Regions from separate parts of the Mus musculus genome. Here regions 2, 3, 4 and 5 are each linked to region 1. The links are chromatin contacts, called in public Micro-C and promoter capture Hi-C maps. All regions are on one chromosome and are shown on one strand. The core of a region is the stretch at or near the end of the contact, and the rest is flanking DNA. Distances in the headings are between cores, read along the strand shown.

The links. Promoter capture Hi-C pulls out the DNA fragments that hold promoters and counts their contacts. A called contact is a pair of places that touch in the nucleus more often than the background predicts. Capture Hi-C pulls out chosen DNA fragments and counts their contacts.
Region 2: a promoter capture Hi-C map of pre-B cells shows a contact between it and region 1, with 5 times the contacts expected there. The contact joins the promoter of Bid here to the promoter of Fbxl14 in region 1. A contact is called at or near these places in 1 of 39 promoter capture datasets (pre-B cells) and 1 of 484 Hi-C or Micro-C datasets (B cells).
Region 3: a Micro-C map of embryonic stem cells shows a contact between it and region 1, with 4 times the contacts expected there. The contact joins the promoter of Cecr2 here to the promoter of Fbxl14 in region 1. A contact is called at or near these places in 1 of 39 promoter capture datasets (pre-B cells) and 2 of 484 Hi-C or Micro-C datasets (both in embryonic stem cells).
Region 4: a contact with region 1 is called in a promoter capture Hi-C map of liver, with 5 times the contacts expected there. The contact joins the promoter of Atp6v1e1 here to the promoter of Fbxl14 in region 1. A contact is called at or near these places in 3 of 484 Hi-C or Micro-C datasets (B cells, CD4 T cells and CD8 T cells), 1 of 115 datasets of contacts at active chromatin or transcription factors (pancreatic cancer cells) and 2 of 9 other capture datasets (adipose tissue and liver).
Region 5: a contact with region 1 is called in a promoter capture Hi-C map of pre-B cells, with 7 times the contacts expected there. The contact joins the promoter of 1700072O05Rik here to the promoter of Fbxl14 in region 1. A contact is called at or near these places in 2 of 39 promoter capture datasets (liver and pre-B cells).

The regions. Positions count from the first base shown.
Region 1 is chr6:119,476,856-119,481,562 of GRCm38.p6, reverse strand. It overlaps Fbxl14 (F-box and leucine-rich repeat protein 14), which reads right to left and starts at 1,895. Exons shown (of 1, transcript NM_133940.3): 1 at 1-1,895. The coding sequence starts at 1,703. The coding sequence ends at 501. The region is part of intron 1 of Wnt5b (wingless-type MMTV integration site family, member 5B); the gene reads left to right.
Region 2 is chr6:120,914,603-120,919,359 of GRCm38.p6, reverse strand. It overlaps Bid (BH3 interacting domain death agonist), which reads left to right and starts at 2,536. Exons shown (of 6, transcript NM_007544.4): 1 at 2,536-2,626.
Region 3 is chr6:120,664,906-120,669,626 of GRCm38.p6, reverse strand. Cecr2 (CECR2, histone acetyl-lysine reader) reads right to left here and starts at 3,313. Exons shown (of 19, transcript NM_001368706.1): 1 at 2,920-3,313. The coding sequence starts at 3,045.
Region 4 is chr6:120,819,811-120,824,295 of GRCm38.p6, reverse strand. It overlaps Atp6v1e1 (ATPase, H+ transporting, lysosomal V1 subunit E1), which reads left to right and starts at 1,598. Exons shown (of 9, transcript NM_007510.3): 1 at 1,598-1,708. The coding sequence starts at 1,676. It overlaps Gm38889 (a long non-coding RNA gene), which reads left to right. Exons shown (of 3, transcript XR_869411.3): 3 at 380-488.
Region 5 is chr6:120,552,940-120,557,558 of GRCm38.p6, reverse strand. It overlaps 1700072O05Rik (RIKEN cDNA 1700072O05 gene), which reads right to left and starts at 2,763. Exons shown (of 4, transcript NR_045733.1): 1 at 2,599-2,763.

The DNA of each region.
Region 1 (4,707 bases), core at 646-3,145:
AGATACCAAAGGGGCAGCGATGAGAGGAGACTGGCTACAAAGTGGATGAGAAGGCTGTTCAAGTCGGGCTTGCTTTCTACACGTTTGGAATTAAAAGCCAGATCACAGTATCCAAATGAAAGTGTAAGTGAAGGCAGGCATCTTTCCTCAACTCCTCGGGGTTGAAACGACTAGTCCCTCCCCGCCCCCACCCCATTTCCAAATGCAGTGCCCCAGGATACAGTTGTCGGTGGCTGAAAGTCTCCATACCCTGCAGAAGAGTGGGCAGAGAAACAGCAGGGTCCATCTCTCCCCTCACTGGGAAAGGAGAGTGGGTAGAGGGAGCAGAACAACTCCAGACGCAGTGGAGAGGGGCGCCAGACTAGGAGAAGAGAGCCCAGGCTTCCGTCATCGCCCCACCGCGGCCACTGCCCTGAACGTGTAAGTGCGCGCGTGAGTGTGCGGAACAGTGGTGGTCCTGGGATGAACAGGGCGGGGCGGGGGAACTGGAACTGCCGCCCTCACCTGACCTTCTCACTGTCCGTCATCTGCCAAAGTCCCAGGTTAAGTACCTTGAGGCAGGGCAGCTGCGTGATGCGCTCCAGGCCGCGCTTGGTGATCCTGGTGCAGCCGTACAGATCTATGCCCGTGAGCTGGCTCAGGTGCTCAGCGATCAGCTCCAGGCCCTTGTCCGTGATGCGCACACACTGTCCAATGTTGAGCGTGCGCAGCCCGTGCATCTGCCGCACCATGCGGTTGATGCCATCGTCACTGATATGGCAAGAGCAAAGGGAGAGGGACTTGAGGCCGTCCAGTCCCTGGGCTATGTACGCCAGACTCTGATCTCCCACCTTGTCACAGAACGACACATCCAGACCGGAAAGGCGCAGGCTGCCCATGGCCAGATGCATGATGCCGGTGTCGCTGATGTTGTCGCAGGAGCGCAGGTTCAGGCTGCGCAGGCTGCCCATGTGCGACAGGTGCAGAAGGCCCGCGTCCGAGATGCCGCCGCAGAAGCTGAGGTTGAGGAGCCGGAGGCCCGTCAGCCCTCGCGAGATGTGCTTCAGGGAAAGATCCGTGAGTTTCTGGCAGTCCTGAAGAGTGAGCTGCTCCAGGCCCAGGCAGCCCTCGGCAGCGCTGCGCGTCATGCCGGCCAGGTGCCCGATGCCCACATCCGAGAGGTGGCGACAGCTGCGGAGATTAAGGCTCTTGAGGCGCTGCAGCCCCCAGGCAATGAGCAGAAGGCCGGTGTTGGTGATGTTGCTGCAGCCCCCCAGCTCCAGCACCTCCAGGCCCTTGAGGTACTGGGCTATGCGGCCCAGGCTGCTGTCGGTGATCTGCTTGCAAAGGCTCAAGTTGAGAGCGCGCAGCGAGCCGATCTCCTGCACGAACGCGTGGCCCAGGCCGTTGTCGGTGAGGTTGTAGCAGCCGCTGAGGTTGAGGCTCTCGATGTTCGCCATGCCCTGGATCACGTAGCTGAGGCTGCGGCGGAGGCTGAGGATCTGCACGCGGCGGATGCCCCGGGCCTGCAGGCTGGGGAACAGCGACGGGTTCGCCCGGCGCAGGTGCAGCTTGGCCTCCACGCCCCGCCACACCGACTTGTGGTAGGCGGCGTCCCGCCAGGCCGTGCACACCTGCGCCGCGCGACCCTTGTCTCGGACGTCCAAGTAGCCGAAGATCATGGCCAGCAGCTCGGGGAACAGGCACGAGATGTGGGTCTCCATCTTCCTCCCGCCGCTACGCCGCGCCGGGTGCAGGAGGCGCGGGCGCCGCCGCCGCCCCGGGAGGCGCCGAGAGCGGCCCGCCGCGGGCCAACGGCCGCCCCTCCCCGCCTTCCGGCCGGGCCGCCGCTCCTCCTCCCGGCGCGTCCGAGCGGCGCTTCCTTCCTGCCGCCCTTCCCGCCCCCGCGCGGCCGCTCGGGCCTCACATCCCGGCCGGGGCGGGCGCCGCGTCCGCGCCCGCGCGCCGCCCCGCGCCCTGCGGCATCCCGCGCCCGGCCGCGTCGCTGCTGCGCGCGCCGGCGAGGCCCGGGCCGGGCGCTCGGGCTGCGGACGGCTTCCTGCTGCCTTTGTCTGCCGTCCGCGGTTCAAACTGCCCAGCCCCGGGCTGCTCGCACTCGGCCGCTGCGCGGGGGGACTCTGGGGCCGCCGCGCGCCGCTCCTCCCCCGCCTAAGTCGCGCGGGTCCGATTCACGGCCGCGGGCGGCGGGACGCGGCGAACTCACCGGCGTGATCGGGCCTGCGCCCTAGGAGCCGGCCAGCCGCGCTGCGCCCTCCGCGTCCTCCGCGCCGGCTCCCCCGCTCAGTGGTACGCGCCCGCGCCGCCGGAACTGGTGGAGCCGTTTCCTTGGAAACCGGGCTCTGCCCTCGGCCGCGGAGGCTTAACCCCATGCGCGCCGGGATGGCTGGCGGCCTCGCCGCACCGTGCAGCCCTAAAGAGCGCCCGATGGCCCACGGGCTGCTCCCCTCGGTGTCCACGCTTACTCCACGCCCTCTCCCGCCCGCATACTTCATCCTCTCTTGCCCGCATATTCCATCCCCTCTAGCCCGCGTTACTTCTCAGAGCGCCTTTAACCATCTCACCACACCCACTGCCCCAGTCGGGCGGCCTTCCCACCATTCCTTTCTCTTTAGTAGTGAGTCTTAATTTGGTGGAGAAAGTGGCTTTTAGTCAGCATAGTTTGACAGCTCTCGTTCTAGAAATTTCTGGAAGTTGTCCAGTGTGCCTGCCTTCCACAATCTTGTTGTTTCCATACACCCATGTGAGTTCCTTTCCCTTTCAACTTTGTGTCAAAACTTCCCACTGCTTCTGCCCCTGCCTTGCGCTCTAACCTACACCAGGTTTTGTCTTTTTCCTCGGCCACTTAGACTGTAGATTGCACGGCCCAGCTGTACGGATACCTAATACATCTGTATGTGCTGACACACATACACTCTTTGGTCTGGTTAAAGATGCTCCAGCCTTATGCTTTATGTATATTTTATGAATCTAGGGCAGAGCTCAACTCTATACAGTGTAGCCTCGGGTCTTAAATATCTGCATGAAGGATAGGATTTCAGAATTGTATTTTTATGACCCCTGAAGCCAAGAGTTTTTAGTTCAGAGAAAAGGAACCTGAGAATCTTAAATAAGTTACAAGTTCACACATCTAGATACAAAACAACCTGACTTAGCTGTTTCCTTGACTCTTTGGGAACCTGAACAAGACATCATCATCATTATTATTATTAATACATTGTATTTCTTTAATGGGGAGAGGGCATGCTCCACAGCCAGTATCTAGTGGTCAGAAGACGACTTGAAGAAGTCATCCCTCTCCTAGCATGTGGATTCCAGGATGGAACTCGGATCATGAGACTTGGTAGCAATGACCTTACCTGCTGACATCTTGCACTGAACAAGATTTGGGATGTGGTCCAAATTTGGAATACGATCGCCTTGGCTTTTAGCCACTCCTCTTTCCTAAGTAACAGATACTTGTTAGACCCGAGTGTGTACAGAACTAACAGGCACAATACACAGTAAATCCCACCCCGTGGGTCTTAATCAGGAAATGCAGTGGCTAAAATTCCTGCAGGCCCTTTGTATCTCACATTGCACATACCGAGGCCCTTAGACTTTTATGGCCTTCCTGAATATGAGGCAACATTGTTTGTCACCAAATAATTCCTGACGTATAGTGTAACAATTCTGGCTGTGCCTCAGTTTGCACTCTCCTGGGGTCATCTGGGTTATCTTCTGTTTAAACAGCCCCAGGGGCCATCTGTTCTCCCCGTCTACTGTACGAGTGCTGGAGATGGCTCTCAGCTGGTCAGGCTTAGCGGTAAGCACCGTTTCAAGCCCAAGCCGATTCTTAGGACATTTTATTCAGTGTGTGTGTGTGTGGGTGCACATTCACATGCGTTTATTGATACTCACAACTGAGTTCCATGACACACCACGTGGAAGTCAGAGACCAGTTATTTGAGAGTTAGCTCTCTCTCCTACTGTGCGGGTCCCAGGAATCAACTTCAGGTCCTCACACTTGAAAGCAATTGCCTTTACCCATTTTGCCTACCCTGAAAATCACATTAAAAAAAAAAATTACTCTCTGGCAATTTTGTATATGCTTTTGGTCATTTTTGTCCCTTCTCACCCTCTGCCATCCCCTCCCCACTCTCCCACTCCTCTCAGCCCCTGCTTCCCAACACATTTCCCTCCTACATTTGGGGTCTAGTTGTTTTGTGATGTTCTGTGTATGAGCATTAATGTAGTGCTACTTCCAGGATCAGAGATGAGTTCCCAGTGGAAAGTCATTCCTTAGTTATTTGTTTATTTGCTTGTTTGCTTGCTTCTTTCTTTCTTTCTCTCTTTCTTTCTTTCTCTCTTTCGAGACAGGGTCTCACTTTGTAGTCCTGACTGCCTTGGAACTTGCTATATTGACCAGGCTGGCATGGAACTCCCTGCTTTTGCCTCCCTGGTCCTGGGATTAAAGGCAGGCACCACCATATCTGGCTTTTTTTTTTTTTTTTTAGATTTAGCAGAAAGGTGTGTATATGTTTGCGAATATGCCACATGTATGTGAGTGCCTGAGAAGACCAGTAGAGGTCTTCAGATCCACTGGTCTGGAGTTACAAGCAGATGTGAACCTCCAGACATGAATACTGGGAACAGCAAGTGCTCTTCCCTGCTAAGCCAATCTCTCTAGCCTTGAGAGTGTCAGTAGTTGAGTATAGACATTTCTGCAAA
Region 2 (4,757 bases), core at 1,287-3,786, 1.4 Mb before region 1:
TCTCTTCTCCCACCTCTGCTGGGTGGTGGGCTAGAGGAGACGTTGAACCTTTATTAAAAGTAGGTTGCAAAAAAGTTGAGCCTACAAGGTTATATATTCAGAACAATTTCTGGAATACGATTGGGTCTACGTGGTCCTAGAAATATTCAGGGGCAAAGAACACGCAGCTTGTGTGCGCCAGGTTCTGCTGGCTGGGTGGAGAGAGCGTGCCAGGTAGCACAGTGTGCCAGGCAGCACAGAGCCTTTGCCCTCTCCCACCCTAGCCCATCCCTATTCCTTGTGTCACAGGAAGTATGGAGCTAGGACCAGGGAGGTGATTGTTCTGTGATCTCTAATGTTTAGGTGAGAAATGCCCCTTCACACCAGACCTTTGTGTTCACACCAGGCCCCTGGGTTCACACCAGTTACACTTATTTTAATGAAGCTCTTTCTGTCTAAAATTTCTAGCTCCTCCCTTTAACACTTCCTAATTTAGAGATTATTTAGGCTGCACATTAAAACTGGAAGTTTCACTGATAGTTCAGTGGTAAGGTTGGACTCATTTAAAGTGAAAATTGGATTCCCAGCAACCACACGGTGGCCCACAGCCATCTGTAATGGGATCCGATGCCCTCTTCTGGTGTGGCTGAAGACAGCTACAATGTACTCATATACATAAATGAATAATTAAAGTGAAAATTGGTATGTTCCATCTTTATGAAGTTGTGAAATCAGTTTCCCTTTTTCATTTGCATTGATTGCCAAGCACCTCGGAGAGAATCCCAGTTAAAAATATTACGTGTTCAGGTCATGATCATGCACGCCTTTAATCCCAGAGGCAAAAGCAGGAGGAGCTCTGTGAGTTCTAGGCCAGCCTGGTTTGCATAGCTAGTTCCAGGCCAGTCAGGGCTACATAGTGAGAGCCTGTCTAAAAAAAAAAAAACAAGACAAAAACAAAACTTTTTTCTCATTATTTTCCACTTTGAAATCTAGATAATTCAGCTTGCATGTTTTAAATTTAAAAACTCTGTGTGTGTGTGTGTGTGTGTGTGTGTGTGTTGCCTGCATATATGTGCACCACATGTGTGCCTGGTCCTCATAGAGGCCAGAAGGGGGGTCAGTCCCTTGGAATTAGAATAACAGATGATTGTCAGCCACCATATGGGTGCTAAGTACTGAACCCAGATGGATGCTCTGTAAGAGTGAGAAGTGCTTTTAACCAGTGAGCCATCTCTCCAACCCTGCCCCCGCTGTTCATCACCAAGCTCTTCCACTATGTGATTTCAAGTGTAACTTTTTTTTTGGCGGGGGGTGGGGGGGTGGGGGAGTGGGGGGTGGGGTGGGGTTGGTTTTTCGACAGACAGGGTTTCTCTGTATAGCCCTGGCTGTCCTGGAACTCACTTTGTAGACCAGGCTGGCCTCGAACAGAGGCCTCCCAAGTGCCGGGATTAAAGGCGTGCGACACCACGCCCGGCTTCAAGTGTAACTTTTATTGATCGTAAAATTAGAGCCATCTTCCTTTAAGAAGAATTGGAAAATATAAAGAGGAAAAAGAAACCCTGGAGATGGCTCGGTTTGTAAAGTACTTCATATGCGTAAGAACTGGACTTTGGATCCCTAGCACCCATGTAAAAAATAGAGTGCTGTGTGTATCTACAATTCCATTGTTATTGGTGCACAGTGGAAGCTTCCTGGAGCTCACCTGGCAGTCAGCCTAGGGAAATCACGCGTGGAGCTGGGAAGCTGGTCCACTCCCCTCACCCCACACCATCTCAAAAGAAAAAAAAAAAAGGTGGAAAGGTGGAGAGTGATGAAGGAAAACACTGACCTCTGGCTTAAATACACACATACACACACAAACACACACCAACCATGTGATTTTTTTTTTTTTTTTTTTTTTTTTTTGTCTTCTCAGATCCAGTTTCTCTGCTCAGGAACAGCAATTTCCATGGTTCTATTTACTTCCTCATACTTCCAGAATTCACTTTCTTGTTTCTCTTTCACTTTTGTCACTGTCACGTGTCCTTTGGGGGTACTGGCTGGCACTTAAGTATATAGCATTGGGACTTCTCTGGACAGGGGAACTAGCTAGCAGTTTGAGATTATCTGCTAGCCTCCTGGTTCTTTCCACATTCATCCTTGCTGATTCATTCCATGACCGAGAACCCCGCAACCCCCATCCCTGCCTTCCCCACAAGAGTTTAAAAATTCTGCAAGCAGCTGCGCAGGAGAAACAATAGGGACCTCCCAGCATCTCTGATAGGGCCGATTCTGACAGGGTCACTAGTCTTGAGTGTGCCAACCCTGCTATGTAATACATCAAGACAATGCGGAGAGGTCGGGATCAAGTATGACACCCCATCCTCACGAGGGCAGGTCGCCCAGGCTTTGGGGACTCTGGGGAGCGCAGGTTCCGGGTGTACCTTCCTTCCTGTCCCCCGTAGCGAGCCGGTAGGACCCTTGGGTTTCCGCAAAGTGTGGCCAGTCGGAGGGCGGAGCATCCGGAGGGCGGGGCTATCACAGGGGCGGGGCTCCCGGGCGAGCACGAGGAAAGGTAGGTGGAGTAGAGCGCCGGGCCGAGTGTGGCTCCGCAAACCTTTGCCTTAGCCCGTTCGCCGCCCGGTACCGGCGCAGCGGCGTCTGCGTGGTGAGTATGCCCACCCTACTGGGCGCCCCCACAGTTCCCCTCTGGGAGGACGGGGTCGGCACGGAGCTCAGTTTCGTATGCTATCGATCCTTCGTGATGGCGGGGCTCTTGCGCCTTGATGGAGGCGGGGTGAGGGCGCCGGCCACAGGGTGCCACCGCGGAGCTGAGGGGAAGGCACTCACTCGAAGGCCTGGGGCGTGCGCCACTCGCGGTCCCCCTCAGCGCTCGGTCCTGGTCCGCTTCGGGCAGGCCTCCTGGTGGACCCGGGGTCCCCGCGGTCGCGCGCCACTCGGCAGGTGCGCGCAGAGCTGGAAAGGCGGGCCTGAGGTCTCGCTGCGCTCCGCTATGGCCACCCACAAAAATCAACAAGGAACGGCTACAGCCCACAAATGGGCCCTGCAAAAGCCCTGGAACCCCAACCCAGGGAACACAGACCTTGGAAGACTGCAGCGAGGGGCACCTTTCCTACACCCGTGGGCACTACTGTGTGCACAGCTCACACTCACGCCTGAACTGTGAGGAAGTGGCTGACCCCTCCGCATCTCCAGTACCCAAAATGGTTTGAAAATGTGCACAGACTGGTTGCTGATGTTTTTAAAAAGTTTGTTGAATGGTTGGCTGAATAACCCTATAGGATTCTAGAAGAAACCCACAGTCTTCAGCCACCAAGTGGCCTGGGCCCACAAGGATTCACACATTCGTTCATTCATTCTTTCGTACATTCATTTACATACTCAACAAATAAGTGTGGACCAGGGACGGATCAGGGTAGAACTTTGTGGGTGGTGAGAGGCTGGAATGAAGAGCTCTGTAAAGGACCAGGTGGTGTTGAGTATGGGACTTCTAGGCTGGGCTTGACCTTCATCTGATAAGCCACATAGTTCTGAGTCAAGAGCATCCTGAGGACCCAGGCAGGGCTCCCCTACTTTCCCAGGCTACTGCCTGGTGCCATGGCCAGGATTGCCCTTACTGGAAGACTACCTTGAAGCCGGGTCTAGGATAAGCTAGCTGTGGAATGGAGCTGGGAGAAACCACAAGAAGGATGTGGACTTTCCACATTCCAGCTCTACCCAACCAGGAGACTTTGCAGCCCTGCCCCATCCCCTGGGACTTGGTCCCAGGCACTACCCTGGCAGTCAGCTCTGAGTGTTTCCATGGGGGGGGGGGGAGCCTGATCCAGTGCTGGGGCTGAGTTCAGAGGCTTTAATACTTGAGTGGGCTGAGCTCTAAGAAGGACTCGGCTGGGTGGTGGTGGGGAAGCAGGGTGGCGATTGTGTGTGTCCTGGCCTCTACTGCCTCTCTTGCCCAGAGAGGGAATGGCAGGGAGGTTGGCTTATTACAGCTGGGTTAGCAGGCATTTCACCCACTGACGCAAGGTGCTATCTCCTGGCTACTGCGGGGTGGAGTTGGGTACAGGCTTTGGTGATGGCAAGTGAAGAGAAGCCGGCTGGATGTGGCATGCTCTATAAAGAGATTTAAGTAGCCCCAAGGTGGCCAGGTTACTGGAGCTCTGAAGGATGAGTTGAGGGTGTACCTGAAAAGTGGGCTGTTAGGGCAGTTACTGGCGAGGCTGGGGGAGGGGAAGTGATGCTCACAGCTTGAGGTTACCTGGTTCCTCTTATTTGCAAGAAAGAATAGCCTACGGGGGGGGGGGGCACAGTGCTGGGTGCCTGGCCTCCGGAAGGAAGGCCTGATGACACAGCCTTTTAGACCTTCCGAAGGGCACTGCATGCTTTTCCAGCTGCCCTTTTGCTCTCTAGTGGGAAGCTGAGGGTTGGGGACCCACATCTAGGCTGTGTTCAAGACCAAAGAGCCATTCCTCATCAGGGAGACAGTGAATCTGATGGTTCCAAGGATGAGAGTTGGAAACTGCCCGTCCATAAGAAGCCCCCACTGTGGGTCTGTGGTCACTGGACATTTTGTCTGTGGTTGTATCTCTGGCCACCATTTGCTGGGCCGTGGCTGTGGAGGGCAGCTGGTGTTTCTGTTTCTTTCTGGGCACGCTGCCTGGCTGGCCAGTCTCAGAGGCCACATGTATTTTTCCTCATAGTCTGAAGGAGACAGATAAACTGAAGCTTCAGGTTGGAGGGCAGTGATGGGCAAGTGCTATACAGAGCCTTCTGGGTCTGAT
Region 3 (4,721 bases), core at 2,064-4,563, 1.2 Mb before region 1:
TAAATCCAAAGATTCAGCCTGGGAAAGAGGAGTAAAATGAGATCTTTCCCACAACTGAAAACTGGTGTCCTAAAGGAATGATGTCTGGTTTTAACTATTTGGTAATCAGTATTCTTCATTTCTAGCTTTTCCAGTGTAATTAGGACTTTCCATGTGTCTAGCAGGTACATTCAGCTCCTTACTGGTATATTTTTACTTTAAGACAAGGTCAGCCGGGCAGTGGTGGCGAACGCCTTTAATCCCAGCACTTGGGAGGCAGAGGCAGGCAGATTTCTGAGTTCGAGGCCAGCCTGGTCTACAGAGTGAGTTCCAGGACAGCCAAGGCTACACAGAGAAACCCTGTCTCGAAAAACAAACAAACAAACAAACAAAAAGACAAGGTCTAAACTAACACTGTTCTGTAAGACCTAACCCATAAACTAGTTGATGTTTTTCAAATCACCAAAGAAAAAACAAAAACAAATTTACTGTTAGCATCTTTGGGGAACTCTGCATTGTTGATGGATCAAAGTCAAATTTCTTAAGAGAATGAGAATTTTAGATATATTTCATCTTTCAGTAACTAATCAAAACCCTAAATAAAATACAGGAAATACAGAAGGGGAAAACCACTATCATGTTCCACATTTATTGATCATCTCCATAGGGAAAGGGAGAAATGGCTGGTAGTATTTAAGGTATGTACATGTTGGAATCAGGATAGTAATGTGCTGAATGTTGTTTCAAGTAACACACACTTTAAGGAACAAAGTGCATCTTCCAAGAAACACATAGGAGAGATGGCTCCCTGTGAAGGAAACTAGTACCAAGCCTGACCACCCAAGCTTGACTCCTGGGGCTCTCACCACCAAATGAATTCCCTCAAACTGTCCTCTGACCTCCACAAGCACTCCCTGACACATGTACACCCACACAGCATAATTTTTTCTTAACCACTAGAATTAAGAGACACCATGTCAAGTAGACCTGATTATTCACCATGTAAAGGACAGTAACAGCTTACATTTCCGAGAGGAATTAGGCCAACAAACACTGAGAACCTCAAGTTTACTATTTAAAGATAGAAATTAGAGGTTAACTTTAAATATGTTGAGTATAATTAAGACAAAATGAGTTTCCTCTACCTTTTTATCAACAAAATGGGAATACAAGGACTTGGGAAAGTGCCATTTCTCCAACAGTGGCGTTTTCAAATGTACTCAATTTGTAATCCGCACATCAATTTATTTCCTCTTGAAAGAAAATGGGTTGGGACAGGTTTATCAGCACCCAAGACAGCAATTGTCACAAGCACCAACACACACACACATACACACACACACACACACTGCAGCCATTTTGAACAGCAGGATTTAATTAGACTACTCAAGATTTCAAACTAACTAAAAGGAAACACAGGACATCAGAATCATTAATCATCATCTCTTCCCCTTTAAGATTCCTCAAATCGTTAATCTTTGTAGTCCGATTTCATTACAAAATTTCATCACAAAAATGGTCCTTACACTCCTGTTCAAACTTTGTAAATAAACGCTTTGAGTTGCGTTTAATTGCCAAGTTTCATTTTCCTAAAGCCTGGAGAAGCCCACGACCTGGAAAATCCTACCAACCTTTTCACTTTGTTTTAAAGTCCCTCCAAAAGCCATCGAATGGCCCCAACTTCAGTCCACATTCCTCTTCACCTTCCTAACCTACACCCCTTGTAATCGGTTTAGATTTCCAATTTCGTTAACTTTGCAACACGAGGAAATTCCCACGCTTCATTCATAGAAGCAAGTGATATTTCTGCAAACACAACGGACTTTAAAAAATAAAGGTGTGCGAAGACCTCAAGAGTCAACAAATTAAAATCAAGATTCGGGGGGGGGGGGGGTGAAGAGGCAACCACAACGGTCAGACTTCCCAAATAAATTACTTTAATTTTGATTACTTCCATTGTAAAGGCAGTCACAAAACTGAAAACAGTAACTGACCAACAACAGTTTCTTGTACCTTTGTCCCAAGGAAGAAAAAAAAAAAAAAAAAGGGTGATTAAGTCCCTACAGACAGGAAAAAAAGCAACTCAACCTGCCAACCAATCAGTATTTCACAATTCCTTCCAAAAATAAATGCCAGGATGCTGCTTCGGACCATCTTATACATTCCGTTTCCCACACTCCCGCCACCGTCCTTGTCATTAGGACCCTCGGATTTTAGTCCAGTTATCACAAAGCCTCGGGTCTTGAAAGCACCTTCGGCCTGGCCAGAAAGCCATTCCTTTCCTCCTCGCTCGCCCGGGGGAATAATGGTGGCGAAATCAACTCAGAGAGAGAGCTCCCGGAATACGGACGGCTGCGCCTTCCTCCGTAGAGGAGCTGTTTTAAAAGGGAGGGGGGCCCAAACTTTCCCTCCACAGTCTCGGCGTCCCGAGCGACGGTGAGCGACGGGCGGTCCCACAAGGAGAACGCCCCAAGCCCAGGCCCCATCTGCGCCCGCCCGAAGTTGACTCGAAGCGCCCGAGAGTTACGGGCCTCCGCAAGTCCGCCAAGTGCGACCCGGGCGAGCGTCTCCCGAGCAACGCCGCCCCTGCCCGAGGCCGCTCCCGCCCCGCCGCTGTGGCCCCCGGCGCGTGAGCCCGCATCGCGTCCCGGTCCCCGCCTGAGCAGCTGCTCGCCGCCTCCGAGGCTCCAGCGGGGAGCGCGCGCGCACTCTCGCCCTCAGACCGGCCGAGAAGTCCCGGGAGAGCCCCGGGGTCCCGCGCCGACAAAAGCAGGCTCGACCCCCGCCGGCGAGAGCGCGCGGGGCCACGGGGAGCCCGTGCCGGCCGCCAGCCTCGTGCCCGCCGCCGAGCCCCCTCGCCGCCCGCACTCCGCGCCAAGTCGGCGGCCCGCGACTCCCCGCAGAGAAGCGCGGAGAAAGGGCGCAGCGCCGGCTACTCACCTCGATCTCGAAGTCGGGCAGGCGGAACGCCGTGCGAAAGAGCGAGCAGAAGTGCGCGATGGCCGGGACTTCCCACCAGGAGCGGAGCTCGCCCAGCCCGGCCGCGCCGCCTTCCTCCGGGCACATCTCCCCGCCGCGCTCGCTCACTCGCTCTCGCTCGCTCGCTCGGACTCCGGCCGCCGGCAGCGCCTCTCACTCAGCGCGCGGCGGCTCCCGCCGCTCGGCGTGAGCTCAAGCGGAGGCGCGGCCGGGCGGGGGGCGGCGGTCCGACTCGCTCAAGCGGCCGCTGCTCGGGCAGCCGGCGGGGGCCGCGCGCTCGCCCCGTCCCGCCGCGGCCGTGCGGCCGCCCCCAATCCCATACAATATAATCCACTCAGCGCTGAGGAAAACAGATGGGGCTGGGGGTGGGGAGGGGGCCCGGCAGAAACCTGGGAGGAGGGGCCGCCCACGAGGAGGGGGCGGGGCCGGCGCGCACCACAACAACAACCCCGCCCCCACCCCTGCGCGGACAGCTGCACCGAGGGCGGGGGAGGGGGAGCGGGCGAGCCGCGCCCGGGGAGGGGCCGCCCGTGACGCGGAGGGGCCCGCGCGCAGCCCGCGGGCGGCCGGGCGGGTGGGAGCCGCGCTCTGCCGTGCAGGTGTTTGGGGCCGGGGAGTTCGGCGACTTTGGTGACGGAAGACAATAAGGGTCTCTCCCACCCCCACGTGGCCTCAGTGGTCGAGTCCTTTTAAAGGGCCCGCGGGGTGGTGCTCTTGCTGGGGACTCGCTCCGGGAGTGCGCACGTGTGGGATTTCAGTTATTACTGCTGTGGAGGGTGGCGCGGGACAGAGCGAGTGGGACGTCCACGCTGGAAACCGGAGGCCCGGGGAAACGACGCGCTTTCCACCTGTTCTTTAGCGCTTTTTTATTTTTATTATTATTACTATTATTAGCCTATCTGAGAACGGGACTTAAGGGAGCGCTAAAGTGCCTCGCTTCTCCAAGGGAAGAAGGTGGTGGGGCTGGTTCGGCTGGAACCGAGTAGGATGGAGGGGTAGAGTGTGGCGGGAAGGGTGGAGTAGGGGGGAGGCACCAATCAGCAGCCTAGCGGGAAGAGCAATTTCCCCCACCCCAGGGAACGGACACGTGCAGCCGCCCTGGAGGAGACTGGCTTTGAGCCCTCTGACTGCCCTCGCCGGAGCGGAGCGCGGCTGCTGCGGGCGCGAGTGCTCACAATGTGGCTGGGAGGCTGGGGGATGGGGAAGAGCCTGGAGACTAAGGACGTGTGTCCGGGTGGGGGTGGAGACCTGCCCGGGCTGCGGGAATACGCTCCGAGAGGAAGGTGCTCGGACTTTAGAAAAGTTAACTGCTATTTAGGACGGTGGAATTCTGTCTAAACCGGAAGGGGAAAAAATCACCCCCGAAATAGCCCAGAAGTTTGGAAAAACTACGTTGTAGTAGCGCCTATTTGTATTGGTCATTTGCGCTTGAGCAGTTCTACTCTAAGAGTCCTGGCTGCTTCTTTAGTCCACCTCGCCAGAAACACCGCCCCTTAGGTGCACTCAAATTCGGCTGTTTAGATAGGTACAACCCTGGAAAGAATAATAGGGAGCGAGTTTGTGAGATAGATGTGTAAGTGGGAGGCCTGGCTCGTTCCTCCTCCCTCACCTATTCTAATTACTTTAATAACTAACCTCTTGTGTCTTTGTAAGGCAGCACTTAAAAACACTAAAATCCTTAAGTTATATATCCAAGTGTGCCTTTTGTGAGCCAACTAACCTTAAGATACTTCATCTTCCCTCACACTGCCCTGTAGGTGAGA
Region 4 (4,485 bases), core at 349-2,848, 1.3 Mb before region 1:
AGTCAGTGCTCTTAACCACTAAGCCATCTCTCCAGCCCTTCACACAATTCTTATTTAATAATAAATATTGAAGGGCTTATTTATATTAATGCTAAATCTGTTAGGGGTTTTGTTTTTGTTCTTTTAAAATGTATATGGATGCTTGCCTGTATGCCTGGTGCCCATGGAAGCCATTGGATCTCCCTGAACTGGAGTAACAGTTGTAAGCTGCCATAGGGGTGCTGAAGATTAAACTTGAGCCCTCTCGACGAGGGTGCTCTTAATCCCTGAGCCCTGTTTTTAGCCCTATGGCTTGGGTTTAAATAAAAACTATTATTTAATCTCTAGTCCAGGCAGGACTCAAATTTCCAGGCTTGATGTGGAACTTATGATTTTCCAGGGGCCATCTGAATGTGGGGATTGCAAGAATGCCTCGCCGCACACCAGCTCATGGATAGACCAACACTTTGCATGTGTTATGCAAGCATTCTGTCAACTGAGCTATGTCACAAGCAGTGAGTAGATCTTTATGTGTTTATTTGAGACAAAGTTTCTCTATGTAGCCCTGGCTATCCTGGAACTCACTGTTAACCAAGCCTGGTTTACTCACCCTGTAGACTCTGGCCTCTAACAAAGAGATCCACCTGTCTCTACCTCCTAAGGGCTGGGATTAAAGGCATGCCTCCCACGCAATGCTTTTATTTATTTATTTTATTTTATTACATTTTATTTTTGGTTTTGAGTGCTGAGTAAATTATGTAAACTGTTTACCGGGGTCTTAACCTGGTACGTGTCTGTAATCTTTTTTTTTTTAAGGTTTATTTATTTATTTTATGTGAATACACTGTCGTTGTCTTCAGACAGACCAGGAGAGGGCATGCGTGGGATACCATTAAGGAGGGATGTGAGCTACTTTGTGGTTACAGGCAGTGCTCTTAACCACTGAGCCATCTCTCCGGTCCCTTGTCCATAATCTTAACACTTAGCAGATGGAGGCAGGAAACTCAGGAGTTCAAACCTTTTGTTTGTAAACAAACAAACAACTCAACTGTTTTACTAAAACAACCGCTGAAGAAGTATAAATAATTCTGATTAAAGTCTGATACAAAAATCCCTAGTCGGGTGGTGGTGGAGCACATCTTTAATCCCAGCACTCGGGAGGCAGAGGCAGGAGGATGTCTGTGAGTTCAAGGCAGCTGGTCTATGAAGTCAGTTTCAAGACGGCCACATCTACACAGAGAAATCCTGTCTCGAAAAAGAGAAAAAAAAAAAAAGGAAGGAAGAAAAGAAACAAAGGAAGGAAGGAAGGAAGGAAGGAAGGAAGGAAGGAAGGAAGGAAGGAAGAGAAAAGGAGGGAGGGAGGGAAGGAGGGAGGGAATCCCTAAAGCTCTCTCAAGTCTCTGAAGTATTTTGTCCTTGCCAAGCAGTCACGAGTCAGTTTAAAAAAAAAAAAAAAAAAAGAGTCGCTCTGCGCATGCGCCTGGGAAAGGGCGGAGCCAAGGCAGAACTTCCGCGGGCACAGTTCTCGATCTATTGGTTGAGAAGGCTACGGCCCCTTGGTCACCAAGCCGGAACCGGAAGCGGGGTTTATAAAGTAAAGGAAGCTGGACCTCCCAGGGTTTTCGTCTCAGGTTTGCTCCGCCGCCACTTTGAACCCAGATTCGAAGCTGTCCCCTGGCCGGACTTTGCCTTCGCCATGGCGCTCAGCGATGCAGATGTACAGAAGCAGGTGAGGGCCAGGTTGGGTGTAGCGCAGCCGCAGTGCCGTCCGGAGGACAGTGTTGACGTTTGCTTTGCAGAGCAGGGTCTTCGGGTGGCCTGCGTTCATCGGGCGAGCCTGGCGGACCGCCGACACTCGGGCGCGGGTAGTGTGTGCCGGGATGGTTCGCAGACCCAGGGGAGTGAGAGGGCCTTGCACCGCATCTCACGTGACTGCTGGTCTCCTGCTTCCACTTGCCTGTCACAGAGCCCGCAGCTGACTGCCTCCCATCTCGCCAGCCCCCCTTTTTCTGGCGTTTCCACGCTTAATCCGGAAGAGTTTTGTGCAGAGGTTAAAAGTATTTTGTTTTTGTTTTCCCTGAAGCGCTATTTCACTATAGTACAGGAAAGAGACTGAGGGGAAAGAGCAGCTTGCGTTTCGTTTTGAGGATCTTCGTTATTTAAATCGGGGTTATTCATCTCCAGACGTAATCATGAACCTAAGGTGCACATTAATATTTGTCGAATGAGAAAGCCTTTTTATTTTACTTATTTATTTACTTATTTATTTTTATTTATATGAGTACACTGTCTTCAGACACACACCAGAAGAGGAATTGAACTCAGGACCTCTGGAAGAGCAGTCAGTGCTCTTAACCGCTGAGCCATCTCTCCAACCCGAGAAAGCCTCTTCTGATTGCACTCACAAGCCACAGAAATGAGTTAGAGTTTATGGAAAATAGTACTTAAATCATGAGTTCAGGTCAGGGTCTCCTGAAGCCCAGGCTGGTGTACAATCGTTTTAACTGAGAATGGGCTTGGCCTCTTGATTTTCTCTCTCTTTCTATTTCTTTCTCGATCTCTAATATACATTGGTGATTTGACTTGCTTGTATGTCTGAGTTGAGGGTGTCAGATCCTCTGGAGCAAGAGTTACAATTAAATGTGAGCTGCCATGTGGATGCCTGGAATTGAACCCTGGGCCCTTTGGAAGGTCAGCCAGTGCTCTTAATGGTAACCACTGAGCCCCCCCCCCCCTTTTGTTTGTTTGGTTTTGTTTTTCCAAGACAGTGTTTCTCTATGTAACTCTAGAACTTGTTCTGTAGAGTAGGCTGGCTTCTGACTCAACGAGATCCTCCTTCCTCTGCCTCCCGAGTGCTGGGATTACAAACACCACTACGACCCAGTGCTCTCTTGCTCCTTACGCCATTTCTCTTGAGTGCCGAGATGCCCAGTGTTTTGTACATAACCTGCATAAGGTTGTATTTTTTAAGTGCATATAATCATTTTTGGGGAAATTTATTTAAAATATTAAATGTACATTGAAGTTTTTAAATATTAGGACTATTATAATTGTAGTTGTGTGTAGTCCTAGATGGTTCAGAAGTAGTCTGAGTCATGATTTCAGGCCAGCAGCGCTTCAGAACCTGACTTTAGGCTCTAAATTCAATCAAACTGAAGGGACATAAAGCCCAGCCTGGGGATAAGGGAGACACAAGGTGCTGACAGTGCCACAGGGGAAAGTGCTTGTGCTGTTGACAGATAGCAGGTCTCCTGGGCTGCATTTAGTAGTCATTGCCAGTGGGCTTTATTGTCTCTTTTCTTTCTTTCTTTCTTTCTTTCTTTCTTTCTTTCTTTCTTTCTTTCCTTCCTTCCTTCCTTCCTTCCTTCCTTCCTTCCTTCCTTCCTTCCTTCCTTTTGACGTGTTTTATCCCTTGGTATTTTGAAGTACACTCTTGCTCTGTAGTGCTGGCTAGCCTGGTAATGTGTAGCAAGCACACTTAGTCTCCTGCCTCAGCCTCCCAAGTGCTAGGACTACAGCTCCTCACCCACACTGCGTGTGAGTTTTCAGAAAAGGAAATTAAAAGCTTCAGTTTAATGTCTAGAGAACTAAGTCTATTGTTTCCTCTCTGAGAACTAGGAAAATCCTCTGACTAAAGCACACTTGTGAATCTTCCTAAATTGAACAGTGGTTTTTTGTCTTCGATGTTCCATCTTTTTGGCAAAAATATTTTTCCTTTTTATTTTTAACCAAATATGCATTAAGAATAATAGGGTGGTTCTTCTTCCTTGTGCGAGTGGGTGGAGAAGAAGGGAGATGTGGTAATTACGGAAGGGAAGTCGGGGTAACGTCCATGGTGAGGGTTAGGAAACTACAACATTTTCACAGAACCCGGGGCTTAGGAGCATTAATCACTGCCCGGGGTTTTAGCCTAGGAAAAACTTGGTGCACTGGAAACAAGCAGTGCCCTCACATGCTCTTAGCTTAGCAGTCACAACCCAGGTCCTCCCCTCCCCCAATCCCCAGTTCCCTTCTCTTTGTTAGAATGTGGGAGGCCAAGTCCTCCACAGGAGAACTATAGTGCAGGAACAGGGGAGTGTGTTTATCAGGTTCTAGAAAATTCTTTTCTTATGTGTGTGTGTATGTATATGTGTGTGTGTGTGTATGTATATATATATAAAATGAAAGTAATGATGGAATCTTGTTTACAGCCTGTACCCCCTCCTGTGAGAATAGAGGCCTTTTGGCTGTTGTTTGAGGGTCATATTTTGTCCTGTGGTGGTAGGGCTTTGACAGGTCTTGGTGAACAAGTGGACAGGTGGTCTGCCAGTGAGTAACACCACAGAGCCAAGGACAGTGTGGTTTTTTTAGTATATTCTTAGAATATAGTCCAAGTGCCAAGCATATAGTAGGTGCTTAAGAAATCCCAGATTCCCCTTTTCCCTGTCATTTGTAATGTCCCCGGACCCCCCAACTTAATGTCTGTCTGGTTCAGGACAGTGGGGCTGGGCTCAGGTCCTCCACTTG
Region 5 (4,619 bases), core at 1,514-4,013, 1.1 Mb before region 1:
AACAGATCTACCCTGGGTAGTCTTAGAATACTTCCTTTGGGAACAGGTCTCTCTTTTCAGCTTGTAGCCATGCCAAGCTGGTATAGAAAAATACTAAGCATATTCCCTTCAAGATCTGAAGACCAGGGGCTGGTGAGATGGCTCAGTGGGTAAGGGCACCCGACTGCTCTTCCGAAGGTCTGAAGTTCAAATCCCAGCAACCACATGGTGGCTCACAACCACCCGTAATGAGATCTGGTGCCCTCTTCTGGTGTATCTGAAGACAACTACAGTGTACTTACATATAATAAATAAATAAATCTTTAAAAAAAAAAAAAAAAAAAAAAGATCTGAAGACCAAAGAAGCCCCAGTATCCTGGAAAATACTTGAGAGGAGGGGATGCAGAAGGTGGGTTGTTGGCCATCTGAAGAAAGAAAGAATCAGTGTTTATAGATCATTTATCTTTTTCCTCTGAGTTCGGGGTTCTCTGTGACTATATACATACGTACATCTATCTATCTATCTATCTATCTATCTATCTATCTATCTATCTGGTGACTTCATGTGAACCTTCTCCCCATTTTAACTGGTCAAATAAAGGCTAGAGCTTGTGATTGGGCAGTGGAAAGGAAAGGTGGGGGTGGAGGTTTTAGAGAGGGAGATGAGGAGATGGAGGAGACAGAGGAAGGCAGAGGAAGAGGAGTGGAAGGAAGATGGTGCAGAATCACGTGGCCTGGAGAAGCGTCATGTAACAAGGGATCTCGTAGCTGGGGAATACGGTACTGCAGTGGTAGATCTGCCCAATCTAGGCGTGAAGCTTATAAATATTACAACTGAATCGTGTGTTCTTTTCATGGGGTTATTGGGGTGGGGATTTACTGCAACACCTTACTCGTTCCCGTTCAGTTTATTTCCTTCACACAACCACCACCTTTCCATAGCAGCCAACTTCAGTGACAACCTTCCCTCATGCTTTCCTCTTCTCTAGCCCTACTGAGCCATCAGGAAGGATGGATCCCTTAAAGAAATGCCTGTTCTCACCTCTGTGGCCTCTCCCCATTCTTACTAACTGCCCCCACCCCCCCCCACACCCTGTTCTCTTCATTCCTCACAAGGGTTAGAATTCAGACCAGGCAGGCAGGTCACACCCATCTGCAGCTGCATCTCTCTGCACCCTCACAGTTGATTCTGCATACAGGCCCCAGGCTGATAACTCCATACTGTTAGAGGTTATCAGAACACATCCCACATAACGTCCGGTCCGTCCGTTAAGTTAATTAAATGAGTCTTCCCAGTTGGTGTTCTTCACATTCCTCTCAGGAGTTCAAGAACTGTCCCTCCCCCCACCACACCACATCCCAGTCCCAGTGCTGCCTTAGAGTCAGAGAGACAACCTGATTACAAGCTTGTAGTCTGGACAACTTGTCTACCTCCTGGCATGGGACCTCCCCCGATCTTTGAAAACCTGTGAGACAGCCCTTTCTGCTTGGCCATGTGAGCCTGAACTGTCTTCAAAGACTTTGTTATGCCGTTGTCTCTTTACCCACAGCATTAATAATCCCACATGTCTCTTATCCAAAAGGACATTCTGCCTCAGTGTTCCCTCTCAGTCCCAAACAGTAAAGCTTCGATTGACTCCGCTGTTGCACTTATGTTTGATACTTAAATCTTTGTCTTACAAAGGACCCACTTTTTCCAGTCTCCTTTAGACTAGCGTTCCTACTCCTGAGACTCCATGCCCAAGTCCTGGAGTAGTAGGTAAAGGTAATTCTGTGTTTTCTATACCATGCACCCTATCTGATTGTTCTGTCTACGTTGGCCCATACTTCCTATTGTCTCTATAATCAAGATGCCTGCAGTTATTTTTTTTTATTAAGTAGTTTAAGCTGTATGTTTCTGTACAGTGACTCCATTGAGCCATGCCTAAAGACTGGGCTGAGTATGTATATCATGGAACAGCCTGTTGGGCTTCTATTCTTGGGGGAAAGCATAGAATAAAATGACCTATTGTCACCATGCAATGTCTCCCTCCTCCCCCCTCCATTGCTCTTGATCAGAGCAGGACATTGAGGGAAACTTATCTGTCTCCTGAGGGAGGTGACAAAGCAGACATGGGTCAGGATGTGCACTAGTTTCTTTATGTTACTGTGATAAAAAACTATGACCCAAAAAAGCAACTTTTTTTTTCCTGAAAAAAAAAAAAAAAAAAAAAGCCAGAAAGGGGAATTTCAACCAGATGGTTTCACTGTGTAGCCCTGGCCATCCTGCAACTCATTCTGTAGATCAGGATAGCCCTAAACTCACAGAGCATTACCTGCCTCAGCCTCTAGTACTGGGAATGAGGGTGTGCCCCACCCTTGCCTGGCTCCAGACGCTTTTCTTGAGAGAAGGGTAGTACACTTCAGAGCAGCAGGAGGACAGGGGAGACCTCTGCCAGCCTATGCTCCGGAGCAACTGTAGTCCAGGAGCTTTCGAGTAATGCAGAGAGTAATTTCGAGTAATCCTGTCGCTTGCCTGTCACTCCAAGACCGTGGCCCTGGCAAAGCACAGACTCCGGAGAGCAAAACTAGATCCCACAGGCCCAGCACCAAGGGCAAAAGGGGATTGGTTGTGTTCACCTCAGCATCATGTGCTCTGAGTATGAGGATCAGAGCCATGCTAGATGCTTTTTCCCCAGCTGGCCGGGTCCGGTGTTTTAGCTTGAGGGTTATGGTGACGCACAGACCCAAAACTGCAGCAGGTGGAAGTCAGTTTTCTCACCCTTTCCAGGAGGTCCCCTGCCTGCGCTCTGGATTCTAGGCTTAGAGACTGGGAGAATCAGGTGAGTGAGTCACAAAGGGGAGGGATGTGAGTAGCGTGCGTGACAGCACAAACATAAAGCTCTTGCTGTCACCAACATGGCAGCAGGGAGCACGGTGTCTCAGTGGAAGGAGCATCCTGAGACATGGCAACCCAGGCACACACAGCCTCCTCAGCAGAGGGAAATGTTGCAGCTCCCAGGAGAGGTCTGTTATGGATCCTCTGTCGTATGCCCAGCCGAGCTCAGACGCCTCAGCTCTGCTCCTTCGCTTCTCTTCATTGCTTCTTTTACTCTTGTTCCAGGGGGTGGAGGGACAAATACAGGGATGACCACCTTCTGTTGCAGGGCAAAGGGCAAGGCAAGATGAGAAGGCAAAGGCAACACCCTAGGTTGTCTTCTGACCTCCACACGAATGCCAGGCTCAGCACACCTACATGTATACACATGAACCTATGTCTACACACCTAAAAATAAGTAATCAAGTAAGAGTTCAGACAGAACTTAAGAAACAATTTAAAAATCATGCCTGACAGTGGGTAATCCGAGCCTCCAGGAGGCTGAGGCAGGAGGACTGCCTGTCAGTTGAAGGCCAGCTTGTACCACAGTGAATTTCAGGCCAACCTGGCCTGCAGAACGAGATCTTGTTTATAAATAAATAAGCAAATAAATAAAACCAACAAAAATCCAGCACGCTGGTGATCTGGACCAGTGGTTAAAGAACACACTGTGCAAGCCTGGTGGTCTGAGTGTGTTCCATGGAGCACATAGTGTGGCCAACAACTCATGAATCACAGACCTGAGTTCTGGGGTTGGAGATTCTTCTCGGCAGCTATCACTGCTTAGATAACCTTGCAGAAGGCCATTGTGAATTATATAATATTCACTTCTGAGCTCTGTACTTCCTACTTAATTTACTTTCTGAGTTTTTAATGCACATCCGTCCAGGATGCAATCCTTCGGGGAGGAAATTTCTACTCAACGATGGCTTACCGCCCTTCTCTCAGGGCTGAGGAGGTGGCTCAGTGTGCAAGACATTCACCACATAAACTGAGGACCTGAGTTCAAATCCACAGTCACAGAAATCCAGACTTCCTCAGCTATGTCCTCAGCAGCAGTTTCCAGACATCCCCCCTCCCCAGCCCCCAGCAAGTTTCCAGCCCCCGACACCCAAGAATAGAATGTCTGTAGAGATGGACCCGACTTATAGCTGTAGCCTAGCCTACCCTGGAATTCCATAGTGTGCTTTAAATCAGACCTGTGAGCTCACTTGTGTCTCTCTTTCTATCTTGGTAATGGGACACCCCAGCATGCTGGACCTCTGCAGAATAAAATGCTCTTTGTGTTTACTTTTGTGAATCACAGACCCTTACAAGACTCTGACCTCAGAAGCAGGGCAACAGTCTCTTGCAAATTGGAAGTAATTTCCTTCAGGGATCTTCTGTGTGCATTAACTGACAAATAACATTGCATTTGTCACAATAAACGTTACAAATAACTTTTAAAGTCCCGTGAGAGCAGAGCTGGGGATGTAGCTCAGTGAGAAGACTGCCTGCCTGGGCCACACGCAGCCCTGAGTGGGATCCCCAGCAGGGCATAAGCCAGGTGTGACAGTGCGTGGATGTAACCCAGCACTGAGGGCCGGAAGAAGGATGCACGCCTGTTGACTGACTCTTGGAAGAGATTTTCTTGAGTTCAGCATTTATGATGGCATCACAGTTCATGTGCTAAAACTAGCTCCAAAGTAGCCCAGAAAAGAATTCATTAATAAACAGAAAGTCAGAACACTTTTTATTCACTATGTATTTTAAGATATATATTTGAGTATATATTTTAAAAATA